Regions from separate parts of the Mus musculus genome. Here all the other regions are linked to region 1. Evidence: chromatin contacts called from public Hi-C data. All regions are on one chromosome and are shown on one strand. Each heading gives the region's core, a stretch centred on a gene start, on an enhancer-like site or on the middle of the called end of the contact. The rest is flanking DNA. Distances are from core to core; before and after follow the strand shown.

The links. A called contact is a pair of places that touch in the nucleus more often than the background predicts.
Region 2: a Hi-C map of uterus shows a contact between it and region 1, with 5 times the contacts expected there. The contact joins two enhancer-like sites. A contact is called at or near these places in 2 of 484 Hi-C or Micro-C datasets (both in uterus).
Region 3: a Hi-C map of uterus shows a contact between it and region 1. The contact joins two enhancer-like sites. A contact is called at or near these places in 5 of 484 Hi-C or Micro-C datasets (myocytes and uterus) and 6 of 115 datasets of contacts at active chromatin or transcription factors (differentiating embryonic stem cells, embryonic basal ganglia, embryonic forebrain and 3 more).

The regions. Positions count from the first base shown.
Region 1 is chr7:36,460,310-36,464,140 of GRCm38.p6, forward strand. No RefSeq gene overlaps it. Among named protein-coding and RNA genes, the nearest start is that of Gm38992, 81 kb to the right of the region's middle. Within about 2 kb of position 2,217, at least 3 of the 459 cell types and tissues checked have an H3K27ac peak or open chromatin away from gene starts, as enhancers often do. A contact at or near this core is called in uterus, where this site is marked.
Region 2 is chr7:35,899,785-35,903,766 of GRCm38.p6, forward strand. No RefSeq gene overlaps it. Among named protein-coding and RNA genes, the nearest start is that of Gm36234, 21 kb to the right of the region's middle. Within about 2 kb of position 2,542, at least 22 of the 459 cell types and tissues checked have an H3K27ac peak or open chromatin away from gene starts, as enhancers often do. A contact at or near this core is called in uterus, where this site is marked.
Region 3 is chr7:37,334,205-37,338,401 of GRCm38.p6, forward strand. It overlaps a transcript of Zfp536 not described here. Among named protein-coding and RNA genes, the nearest start is that of Gm30483, 8.3 kb to the left of the region's middle. Within about 2 kb of position 2,832, at least 96 of the 459 cell types and tissues checked have an H3K27ac peak or open chromatin away from gene starts, as enhancers often do. A contact at or near this core is called in uterus, where this site is marked.

The sequences.
Region 1 (3,831 bases), core at 967-3,466:
TAGCTGGTCTAAGACAGGCCTGGTTGGGCAGCTCTGCTTCAAGCTGGGATTGCTAAGGTGGCTTTTCTCTCTCTTCACATACAACTCTCATTTCCTTTGCAGGAAGAAGGCTCCCTGGAGCATGTTTGCCATGTGGTAAGATCAGAAACAAATGCCCCTCAATGCTGGCACACTGGTGCGTCCATCCATGGACAGGCCTCTACCTTAGCTCAAACCAGTTTCTGAATCAAGAGTCGGTGAAATTAAACACCATCCACAAGGAGACCACAGAAAGCAGGGACGACAGAAAGTGTGAGTAGAGAGGCAGACAAATAACTGTGGGAAAAGACCTTCTGACATTGCTGGGCGAAGGATCATGGTTTATTCCACTGGGATCCCTGTCGCCAAAAAATACTATAATCTGGACAGCTTATGGACAAAAATGACTCCTCGAAGTTCTGCAGGTTGGAGGGGTCCAAGTTCAAGACCATGCTTGGAGTACAATAGAATTTGGTGAGTACTGCTTTCTGGTCCAGGGAGCATGTTATTTTACTATGTCCTTGCCTGACTGAAGAATAAGGGGTCTTCATGGGACCTCTTTTAATAAGATCATGAATCCCATTCATGAAGGCTGTTTCAGTATGTGCTAATGCCCTCTAATGTCTTGGAGATTATGGTTTTAACATGAGTCTTGAGTTGGCACAAACACTGAGACCCTAGCCAATGGTGACTTTGCCTTAAAAGCAAATCTGTGCTTTTAAGAAACATGCCTCCCAATCCTTCCCCCATTCCCTCTCTGCTTACAGAAGAGAAGTGATTTCATCCCCGGGATGAGAACAGTCTGAGACCCATGGGTGGCTCAAGCAGGAAGAGCATGCCATTTCCTTAGCTCTCACTAAGTTGAGAGGCAAGGAAGCTCCTTGCTCCAGCCTCCATGTGGCCAAGATGCCTCCCAGGGCATCAAGAGCCTGTGTTGGCCTGTGCCTTCAGGCTCTATGTGGAGGAATCCAAGGGATCCTGTGTGGGCACCTCATAGGTCGTTTCAAAGCTGGCATTTTAATTCCTCTCTGACCCTTGAGTATATCCCTTATTTGATGACTCCAAGGCTCTGGCAAGAAGCACAGAACTTCCCCCAGTGGCACACACATTGTGCCTTTGAAAGCTTCCTGAGCAAGTTAAGTTGGGTGGCTAGGACCAAGGCTTAACAACCATAGGCATAGAGCATCCTCCTCTGCTGGGGTCACTGGGATGCGCTCTCTTCCTTCTCTCCCTACACTACTTCCTATTGATCTAGTAGTGCAGTAAATTATAGGCTCCTTCTCGCCATGTGACAAAAAAGTGGTCTTTGACAGGCAATTACTCCAGTGGATACAACTGGCCAGCCTTGGTTGTTGGGATTTTAAAATCTTTACTACTGAGGTTTGACCAGCCAAGTAATGCAACCCACTGCTTTTCTGTCTACGTTGACTGCCAGTATCTCAACTCTTGCTGTGACAATGCCATGCTGGCTGATGTAACTTGAGTTCAGCTGGAGTCACTGGGAAGAGGGAAATCTCAACTGAGAAAAGGCCACCGCCAGCCTGTCTTGGAGTCAACCCTGAGGGGATATTTTCTTGATTGGTAATTGATGATTGATATGGGAGGTCCCAGCTCACTGTGAGTGGTGTCACCCTGGGATAGTGGTCCTGGTGCTATTAGGAAGCAGGCTGAGCAAGCTATGAGGAGCAAGCCAGTAAGCCATGTTTCTCCAAGGCCTCCTTCTGCTTCCAGACTCCTGCCTAGTTTGTAGACTACAGGCTCTAAGACAAAATAAACACTTTCTTCATCAAGTTGGTTTTGGCCATGGTGTTTTATCACAGCAATAGAAACCCTAAGACACCACAGATAATTTATTCCCCCTTTTTAAGCAAGCGTCAATGTCTTCATCTGAAACATTTGAAAACAAGATATGGCCCTTCAAAACAATGGAGAGTCCAGTGGATGGAAGACACCTAACACTGTGCCTGGCTCACAAGAGTGACACCAGGAAAGACTGGCCATCATTTTATTCCCAGTCGAGTATTCCTGGCTTTTGAGGCGGACTCTGACAGACACTCAAGCATGGCCTCCCTTTAACAGATGTGCACGTCCTGCTTATCACAGCCTTTCATCTTTGCTTACAGCTATGTGGTGGTGATTCTCTGAGCAGATTTCAGAGAAGGTTTGTTTTCATAAATCATGTTTATATGTTACTGAGGCCTTGTTTACTGGATTGGGACAAGTTAAGAACATCAGGATCCACGTCTGCAGGGAAGGGAGGGAGATGTTCCGGGGAGCTGTTTATTATACACAAAGGTGGGAACAGGGCCAAGAGCCTGGCTTTAAAGTCAAACGCAGGGGCGTTTCACCATGTGACAGACATCCCCCAAGAAGAACTTGGTATGGCCTTTTCTCCCACATCCTAAAGCTATCCAAGTCCCCAGAACCCTTGGCTTGATTCTGTCAAGAGCTTCTGTCAAGAGTTAACTCCGGTTCCTAACCCTGAGCCTGGAGGATGTCACATTGGCATTGGCTGGACAGAGAGAGCAAAATGAAATGTTCGACATCTGTTAGAAGTCATATGCTTTCGACAGGGCATTCTCACGCTCAGCAGGAGCCAGACAAGTTCCTTCACAATGGAGATGTGCTGTCTTACTTTGGGGGGCTTCATGTGAGCCAGACAGGCCCTGGAGCTGCTATGCCTACTGTGCACTCTTGAGTAGACAGCACCAGGCATGGTGTGTGAATCTCTTCAGCCACCAGAAGGGCATAATAGCAGGCTGTGGAATGAAGATGTTTATCTGTAATCCACAACTGTTGCTTTTTGCTTTTAACTGTCAAATCACTCCACTTTGGATTTGGATATAGGTAGTTAGGTAGATAGATAGATAGATAGATAGATAGATAGATAGATAGATAGATAGATAGATAGATATTGATTTATTTAATTGAGATGGACTCTCTCTTTGAAGCCCAAGTTGAGTTTTAATTTGATATTCCCAGCTTCAGCCTCTTGAGTGATAGGATTAAAAGCATGCCTTATCCGGTGTGGCTTTTGGTTAACTGGTTTTGTTTGCAGTGATGGGACTTGAACCTAGGACCTTGCACGTGTTAGACAACCACACTGCTGCTGAGCTACATCCCTACCTCGCTTTTTCTTTTAGTTTGAGACATAGTCTCCTTAAGTTGCTCAGGCAGGTCTTCAACTAATTAATTCTGTTTCCCAAGCTGGCCTTCCATTTATGATTCTACCACCTCAACCTCCCAAGTAGCTGAGACAATAGGTGTACACTACCATGTCCAGCTCCTAGTGGATTTTGTTACAAGACTTTTACCTCCTTTGTATACATTCTCTGAAGACTCCAGAACATTCTGCTTCCGTGGCCTCTGTACAGCTCTGAAACATCACCCTATCTTGTTGCTGCTGATAAAGTCAGTCTTCACTAGTGGCCTTGAACCTGGGAGAGGTGTACATCCCGGTGATTAACAGGCTTGGGAGGGGTTCCTGAAAGCTGTGGGCTTGAAGTTAACACACCTCATTCTGCTCAGTGAGTTATGGGAGCAGCCACTGCTCACACTGGCCACTGAGTCTGTTACCCACTTGGATGGAGAGAATGAGTTGACCAGGGAGACTCTTTAATTCAGCTGTGAGTAGACTCAGACTAAGGGAAGAGGAGCACACCTGCTCTTTAAAGAACATTGCAAGATTCTCATTCATTCAACTAAGAAATGTTTGTTAGCATCTCCATATGCAAAGTCCTGCTGCTGATCCCAGCGCTGAGCTTCTGGGATTAGTATTTCTAGGCATTAGTATATACACAAGCCAGTGAACCA
Region 2 (3,982 bases), core at 1,292-3,791, 560 kb before region 1:
TTTCCGTGCTATAAAACAGTTATGAAAAAAAAATCTTAGAAGTTCGCAACATTTCTACACTATTGTTTATACCCAATGTCACACTTTCTATTTCCCTATCCCACGAATATATATGGAATACAAGTTCCCTTCTGTTGTTGGACCCTGGCTCGCTTCTGGGAGGAAAGAACACAGTGTAGCCAATCCCCATGTATATCACTGATTGGTTCCTTTGGAAACAAAATATCTGAATCCCGAGTTTTTTTTTTTTTTCTTTTTAAAGACAGGATAGATTTCACTATGTAGCCCAGGCTAACCTGAGACTCCCCATCCTCCTGCCTCAGCCTCTCAAGTCCTGGGGTTACACGTGTTTATCACAAAGTATCCTTCTTCAAGGTTGCCTAGTTCACCTCGTACCAGGGCGGTGACACCTCGCTTTCCTACCTCTCTCTACCACCTTTTTTTTGTCTTTACCAACACGGGGACAGACACGCACTTTCCCTGCTGTTTTAATTTGCATATGTTTGATTACTAATAAGGTTGAACATCTTTTATGCATATTTATCATTTGTATTTATTCTTTTGTGAATTGCTATTCATGTCCTCAATCCATTTTTTTTCTATTGAAATATCTCTTATTCACTTGTAAGGAAGCTGAGTACATTAGGGGCATTCAACTTTCCATTACGTGTGTCAAAAATACTTTTTTTCTCCTTGGTTTTGGTTTGCCTTTCAATCTCGGAAATTATATATTTTTTTTTGACAGAAGGGCCTTTTCACTTTTACAATTCAAATCTAGCTATCTTTTTCAAAGTGATGTTTTCTTGCTTATTCTTTGAGAGTTTTATACATAAGTGCATCACCACACTCAGCTATAGGTGGGCCCCCTATATCCAGATACCACTATTTCTGCCCCAGTCTTTGCCTTTGGAATTGCCTACAGAAAGGACTTCCCTTTCATATCTGATTCGTAGCCTCCATGTGCCACTTCAGAACCCCAATCTTTCATCCCTACAGGGTTTTAGGCAGGAGAATCCTGGAGGAAGATGCCGGTTTTGTTTTCTGATCTAGTCAGGCTGTGCTCACATCTTTACCTGTCAGCCATCGTTTTCCCACAGTGAGGACACACCCCCGAGTTTGACTGTCAGCACCTGGCTCCAGCTGCTTCTGGGTGGGCTTCAGATTTCTCAGTTCCGTAGCTTCCTGTCTTTTAATATCTGACTGAATAGGTCTTAATCACTTGCCCCTGTTTTTGACAAAAAAGATGTTTCTTGGAGATTCCTCAGTTTTTTTTTTTTTTCTGATGGACCTTGGTATAAATGTGGCAAAATGTCAAGAAAGCTTGAACTGGATTTTTGCCTGGGGTTGATATTAAAGTTGAAAGGATGGATGGGAGGGCATTAGCATGCCAGCAATACACATTTCATTTCATTCAGTAATTCTGCCTTTAAGTTTTTAAGTCATATGAAGAAGGGTTTCTGAATAAAAGGTTTTAGCCTCCGTATCAGCTGCAGGGACGTAAACAATTGAAGAGGGGGAATGAACTTGGTACACCTACAACTTAAAACACCCCACCAGCCCCGTGGCTTATCCTGGTAGGATGCTTGCCGGCCAAACCTGACAACCTGAGTTTGATCCCTGGGAACCACAGTGTGGAAGGAGAAAACTGACTCCCACAGATTATCCTCTGACCTCCATACCTACATCCTCTTCCCATCGTACACACACACACACACACACACACACACACACACACTCACACACACACACACACACACACACACACACACACACACACACACACACACACACACACACATACACACACGCACAGTGCATTGCCACTAGCAATAGTAATACTAGTGAAATTAAAATTGAAAATATTATGCAGCCCTTAAAAAGGTATTTTCCAGCTGTTTACAGAATTTACTTTAATTTGAACACTAGGTCAAACATCAGGTCTTCAGACAAAAAGCCTTGCTCTTTTCCTATGCCCATTTACCTCATCAAAACTGAAGCCAAACAGACTGAAATGTTAGTAAGTTGTCTTCATGAGAGAGGTGATTAGGGATGGTGGCTAGTTTTAAATTTGAGGGTTTTTTTTTTTGCCTTGCTTTATAGTTTTTCTGTCATTTGCATGTGTCATGTGTTGGATGTCCTGTGTGATGCAGGATGGCAGCCCTCAACCTCTGCGGAAGGAGCTCACAGCAGGTGCCTACAGCCTGGGGAGGGCTGTGGAGTCCGGGTGGCGGCAGCGGATGCAGTTTCTCACATGGCCGGAGGGTGGCAGTGTCCGCTCGCAGACTCCGGGCTGGCGGCTTTGATGACCTTTGTCAGCCGGCGCAGCCTCTCGTTTATCACCGATCACAGAGTGGAATGAACATATTTACTTGTGTTTTGCTTTCCACTTATAATATCTAGTGGCATGGGAGGGAAATGAAAACAATTGTTCATAGGGGAAATTTATGAGCTTCATCTGGCTGCATGATTCCCGCAGTTGCCCCAGCGCCGCCCAGAGAGTGGAGATGGCTCCTTATATCCCCAGAGGTCCTCATAGGGCCTTGCAATACTTGCCTCTGGCCAGCAGACTTTCCCACACTCTTCGCCTCCCTTTGAATTTGCAAGGAGAAGGAGCTTTACATGTCATCTTTTGGGGGTGGCACGGTAGTCCAAGCTGCAGGCTGAGTCCCACCTGAAGTCTGGGCTAGCCTTTATCTCTTGACAATCCCCCTAATTGCTTCTTCGGATGAGCTGCTGCTGGGGCAGGGCTCTGGGGACCCTTTGGAGCCTTAGAGAGCTCTCCAAGATCTGGATGGGGTGGGAGGGGCCCCTCCCTCTGAGGTTCTAGGAAAAGGGCAGCTCTGGGCTTAGTGTCCATGTGTGCTTTTTGTGTGGAAGAGTGGGAAACAAGGTGGGTAAGTCTACTCTTCCAGCCTGTCCCCGAATAGTGCCCCAGGCAGAGAGACAGGATTGCTCTCCCATGGAAGGCAGATAAGGAGGTGTCTTATTTTCAGGGGCTTTGGGCCCCAGGTTCACAGAACTTGGTGCTGAGAACCTGGAACCAGCTCTGTCTGAGGTCCAGATCTAGGCAAGAAGTTCTCCGAGAGCGACTCGTCTGTTCCTGCTGAGGCCACGCCCCTGACTCCAGCTTTCAAGGTCTCTGCAAAGAGGAGCCAGCCTCATGTTCCTTAACACCAGAGTGTGGAAAGGTGAGATGTGAAAACACAGAAGCAGCTATGGAACGCACGGCGGGGAGCCAGTACCTGTGTTGCTCCACAAGGCATTCTGGCTGCGCATGCGCTGGGGGGATGACAGCTATAAGTTGTCGAAGATCTGCAGCAGACCACCATAGGTTCACTATTCTGTTCTATCCTTTTCCTACTCTACAGGCCCACATTTCCATGCCATCTCCTCTTTCTTTTTTCCTCTTCTCTTTCCTTCTCCCTGCCCCTCTAACCCTACCCCCTTTCCTCTTTAATTTCTTACAGGTCCCTTCTTCTTTCCCTCCTCCCTTTCTCAGACCTGAGGTGAGTCTTTGTATTCCTGTGCTTGCTCGCCTGTGACCCACGCACACAGGCTCTTGCTCGCCCTCAGCATTGTTCCTGTCTGAGGCTGCCTCCTTCAGTTCCGTGGGTCTGCAAGGGTGTGACTTGACATGGGTGGGAGCTGATGTGAGATGCATCGGGCATCTTGGAGGTAGTGCCCCTCCCACGAGGACACCTACAGGTGAGCCTTTGGGGCCATCGGGCCAGCAGGTGTGCTGTGCACGGAGCATCAGGAAAGGCTCTGATGTAGGCCCAGTGCCCTGAATTTCCTGTCTTGGGACTCCTGGAACGAGGAGACTGAATCCATCCAGAACAGATCTTTGTCCAGTGAGCACTTCAATGGCAGAAACAAGAGAAACGGGTCCGCAGACCCCTGCATAGCTGTAGCGACACTAGTACTTGCCCAGGACGGTGGTTTGGCTGATCAGTGTTTCCAGCCCCCGGGACCCTCCCTCGGC
Region 3 (4,197 bases), core at 1,582-4,081, 870 kb after region 1:
ATTTCAAGATATTAAACAAAATAAAGGCACTATTCAGAAGGCAAACATGAGAGGGACTCTAACATCAGCAGCTGTAACACCTGCTAGTCATACCAGCCTCTCAGCCTTCGGGGTGATGAGCCAACTCTGATACCTAAGCCCCTGGGCAAATGGAAGGAATTCCTGAGGCACTAACTGCCAGCCCTGGGCTGGGTAAATCTTGCTAAAGAACAACTTAGACCACAGAGCCAAAGGGCTCCTTCAGAGTAACGGGGAGAGCTCTCAGCCATACCCACCTGCCAGCATGAAGCCCCATCTGCACTTGTGTGTACCCCTTCACCATGGCCATTCATAGGTCCTTGTTTGTCTTGTCTCCTTTGCCTGGCTGTCTAACTTACCATCCCTTCCTGCGATGTATACTGCTGCCATTGACTTTAGAATGGTGTCCCCTCTTGTGCCCGGAGCCCCCAGTGAAGCTGTCACAACACCACACCATCTCCCCCTTACAACCCACCATCTCCTCTTTCTTGTCAAAGGCATGAAACAGGCACTGGAGCATGTCCTACCTGGCAAAGCTTCCAAAATTATGGGTCCCTCCCTTCCCCAGGAACTTGGGAACCTTAGCAGCTCTAAGCATAGAAGTGGCTGGATAAAGAAGGAAGCTGGAGGCTTCCCTGGGGTGAGCAGTCCCCTCTGCCTAATCCTTATTCTTCACTTTAAGGAGCTGGGAACATCCTGGTGGGAGTGAGAAAGAGGCCCTAACAAGGCAGATCTTGGACCTTCTCTTCCCAGTTTCTGGCCTCAGGGAGCTCACAAACTCTTCCTTGCTCTCCTCTCCTCTCTGCTCCTCCCCATGATCCTGGACAGCTTCCTTCTTCCCCTCTTCTTCAAGGCTGCCTCTCTTAATGGGTGACACCACACACACACACACACACACACACACAGCCAAAAAAACAAACAAACAAAAGATTTCATACTAAAATATGGTTTTCCAGTTCCCCTAGAGAAGTCAGAAGGTCTGGCAAGATCTTCCAGGAGGCAGCAGATAGCGCCCCCACCCCGCCCCCAAGCCACCCCTGGAATGCACTATGTGTGCCCATGCAGGCGCTGCCAGCATCATGGTTTTAGCTCAGCTTCACAAGGTCCTGTGTACAAGCCCAGCCTTACCTTGCAGTGAGTGGGTGGGAGGGAGGGGTGAGGGTTTTACATCCTTCTCAGCACCAGATGGACCTCATTCCTGTACACACCCAGGGAAACAAGCAAGTGGGTGGTCGTGGCCTGTTCCCTGGCTTCCTGTTTTCCATTGTGTCTCTGAAAATGAACACATCAGCTCTTCCTTCTAGTTTCTGGTTTGCGGTAGAGTTTAAGTGCCGGAGGGGGGACCAATATGGTAACGAGGCTTGTGCCAAGGGTGTGCACTGCATCCCATTCAAAAGACACAGTGGTCAGAGGGAGGGACAGCTCTAATACAGTGAATAAGGAGGCAGTCTACCAGAAGTTGTTCTCCAAGATTACCTGTGATAATCCACAACTTACACACAGCACTCATCAAAACTAGCACGATTTCTGTAGGGTGTGTGTTGGGGGAACCCTGTAGATGGCACCTCTCTAAAAACTGGGGTCACCTTCTGCCAGCTGCAGTGCCATTCTAGGTCCTGAGGTCAGAGAATGTGTGATAGAGAATTATAGACACCCCATTCCTTAAAGGAATCCATGCCTGCTGGTTACTCACCCCCGGGGCCTTCATCCACGGGAGATGTATGGACATGATATTTTGAAATCTGCATTTTCCTAGCGTGCTCCCTTCCCTGCAACTAGTTCTGGAACAATGGAAAATGGTGTAGAAAAAAGACAGAAACATAAACTTTCAGACTGCTGGCTGCTACTGTGGCACGCCTATGAATGAGTGAGTGAGTGAGTGAATGAATGAATGAATGAATGAATGAATGAATGAATGAATGAATGAATGGTGCCCTCAGAAAGGTAGCTATCTCCCCACCCCACCCCTCTCTCATGGAGTCACAAAAGAAACACAATTCCTTTCTTCTCTTTTCTTCCCCCTAATAAAAGGCTCTTTCTAAAAATCAAAGGTGTCAGACTTTGCTCTCCCTTGCTGGCATGATCCAGAAGATGGCTGAGGAATGACAGATGTCGGCATCCAGCTGCAATGAAGCATGCAAAAGTTTCTCTCTAATCCACTTATTTCTCTGTAGTCACGTAAACCAAAACAAATGGGCAGGGCTTTACATTAGGATGGCAGGGTGGGGGTGGGAGGGACGGGAGGGACCCAAAGCCACAGCACTAGGACTTCCATTGCATAATGCAGCCTCCTCCACGCCATCTTGCTATGATTTTTCCCTCTGCATAAGGAAAAAAAAAATCTCCCTATAGCGTGAAAGGGTCCCTCAACGCAGGGGATCCAGAGAGTCAGCTCCTATGTCCTTTTGTCCCATACAAGATGACATTTCCCAAAGGGGCAGTTGTAAAGGCAGGATAAGGGCGTCATTAGCACAGGGAGGCCGCAGAACAAGCACCCACACGCAGGTACACACAAGCACCCTGTGACACACACATCACACACCAACACCCTGCTAAACTAACAGGATCGGTTTAATCACCAGCACCGTCGTTTTCAACTACTTGAATAAATCCAGGGGAATTATAAACGAAGCCCGTGTGTAATTAAAGTGAGGGTTGTTAGACTCTTCATTTAATAAAACACTTGAAAAGAAAAAGCCCTGGTAGGTCTTTTTCAATGCCAGGGGAAGCCGAAGGGGAGGGGCGCGCGCGCGCGTAGGCGAGAGAGGCCGGCCTCTTTTAGCGTGTAGCTGCGCCCACCTTGTGAACCCATTCCCCTTTCAATCTTGTAAGGAGCTGGGAGGGCGAGGATCGGGTCTGGGGCTCTGTCACCCGCCAGCAGTTGTAACAGCTGCGAAGCGCTCGTTTCAGTGCAGGCGGCAAGGAGAGATGTGACGGATTTCGCCCATGGCAGAATGGCGTTCCGTTTCTGGCCCTTCAGGCAAAAACAGTAAAAGAAAATTCGAGATTTCCCCCCTTAAACTTCCCACAACAACCTCAGCAGAGCCACATGACTCGCCTTCTACAATCTTCCCTGGTGTGCTCACTGCTACTTTGGCAGGAACTCAGAATTACTGTTACATAAATTCCATCTGATGCCAGAGAGACCATCTGTGAGCGGGAGCTGCTTCACCTACGTCTGCCTGCAAAGCCACTCTCCCCGAGACAAGGGAGAAGGGGGGAAAAGAATTTGATTAATTTGCAGAATGCTTGTGATTTGCTCATATATTATTATAACTCCTCATCAGCACATGACAAATCCCCAGCCCTGGGTGCAGGCACCCGTTTGATTCCAGCAGTTTCTTGCGTCGACACCTGACAGACTGCGGAGCTTCTAATGACTTTCAGATGCTTACAAACAGTGATTCTATCTTCAGAATAAAAAAAGGGGGAAAAATTCCATAGGAAGAAAAGAGGAGTGCACTTCTTCCTCTGGCGCAGTTCCTTCCTGGGTACCAACATTGATTTAACTGGGAGGGTGGCTGAAGCTTCTAGAAAGGGGCCCTCCCAGGCCCCACCACGGCTATGACCACACTGCACATAGAAACAAAGACCCCCGGATTCTGGAGGGCAAGTCAGCCGAGGCCACACTCCGGTGATGCCAGACGGTGCCCAGGTGCCGGCCAAGGCTAAGACGGGGTACTCTCTCCCAGCTTCTGCGTTTCAGAACCCTGGTAATTTTGTCCACTTTTAACACACCGATCATCTCTCGGCTTCTACACACACACATCTGTGTGCTGACTGCAGTTTGGTTCCCGCCTCCCCCCCCCCTCCTCCTCTTCTTTGCTTTTAAAACTCTGATTATGCCTCCAAACCTCTGCCTCTGTACTTGATTGCCTGTTTTAGATTAGAGATTTTTAGCCAGGAGACAAAGACTTCCGAATGCACATTAGTCCTGCGTATGAGGACCCACAGAAGGAAAAGCGATAAAACGCAACGTGCCATCTGTCCACAAACAATAACCTGTGTGTTTGGAGGCTCACAAATTACTTAGCACAGAACCTTCCCAAATTACAGAGCCTTGAGACAGAGCAGAGCTGCGAGTGAGACCCTCTTTGATGTCCTTCGGTATTTCCCACCCCCTTGTGCTCGCCCCCCAAATTGATTGCTAACAGTTGAGGAATGTCTCCGTGACAAGTA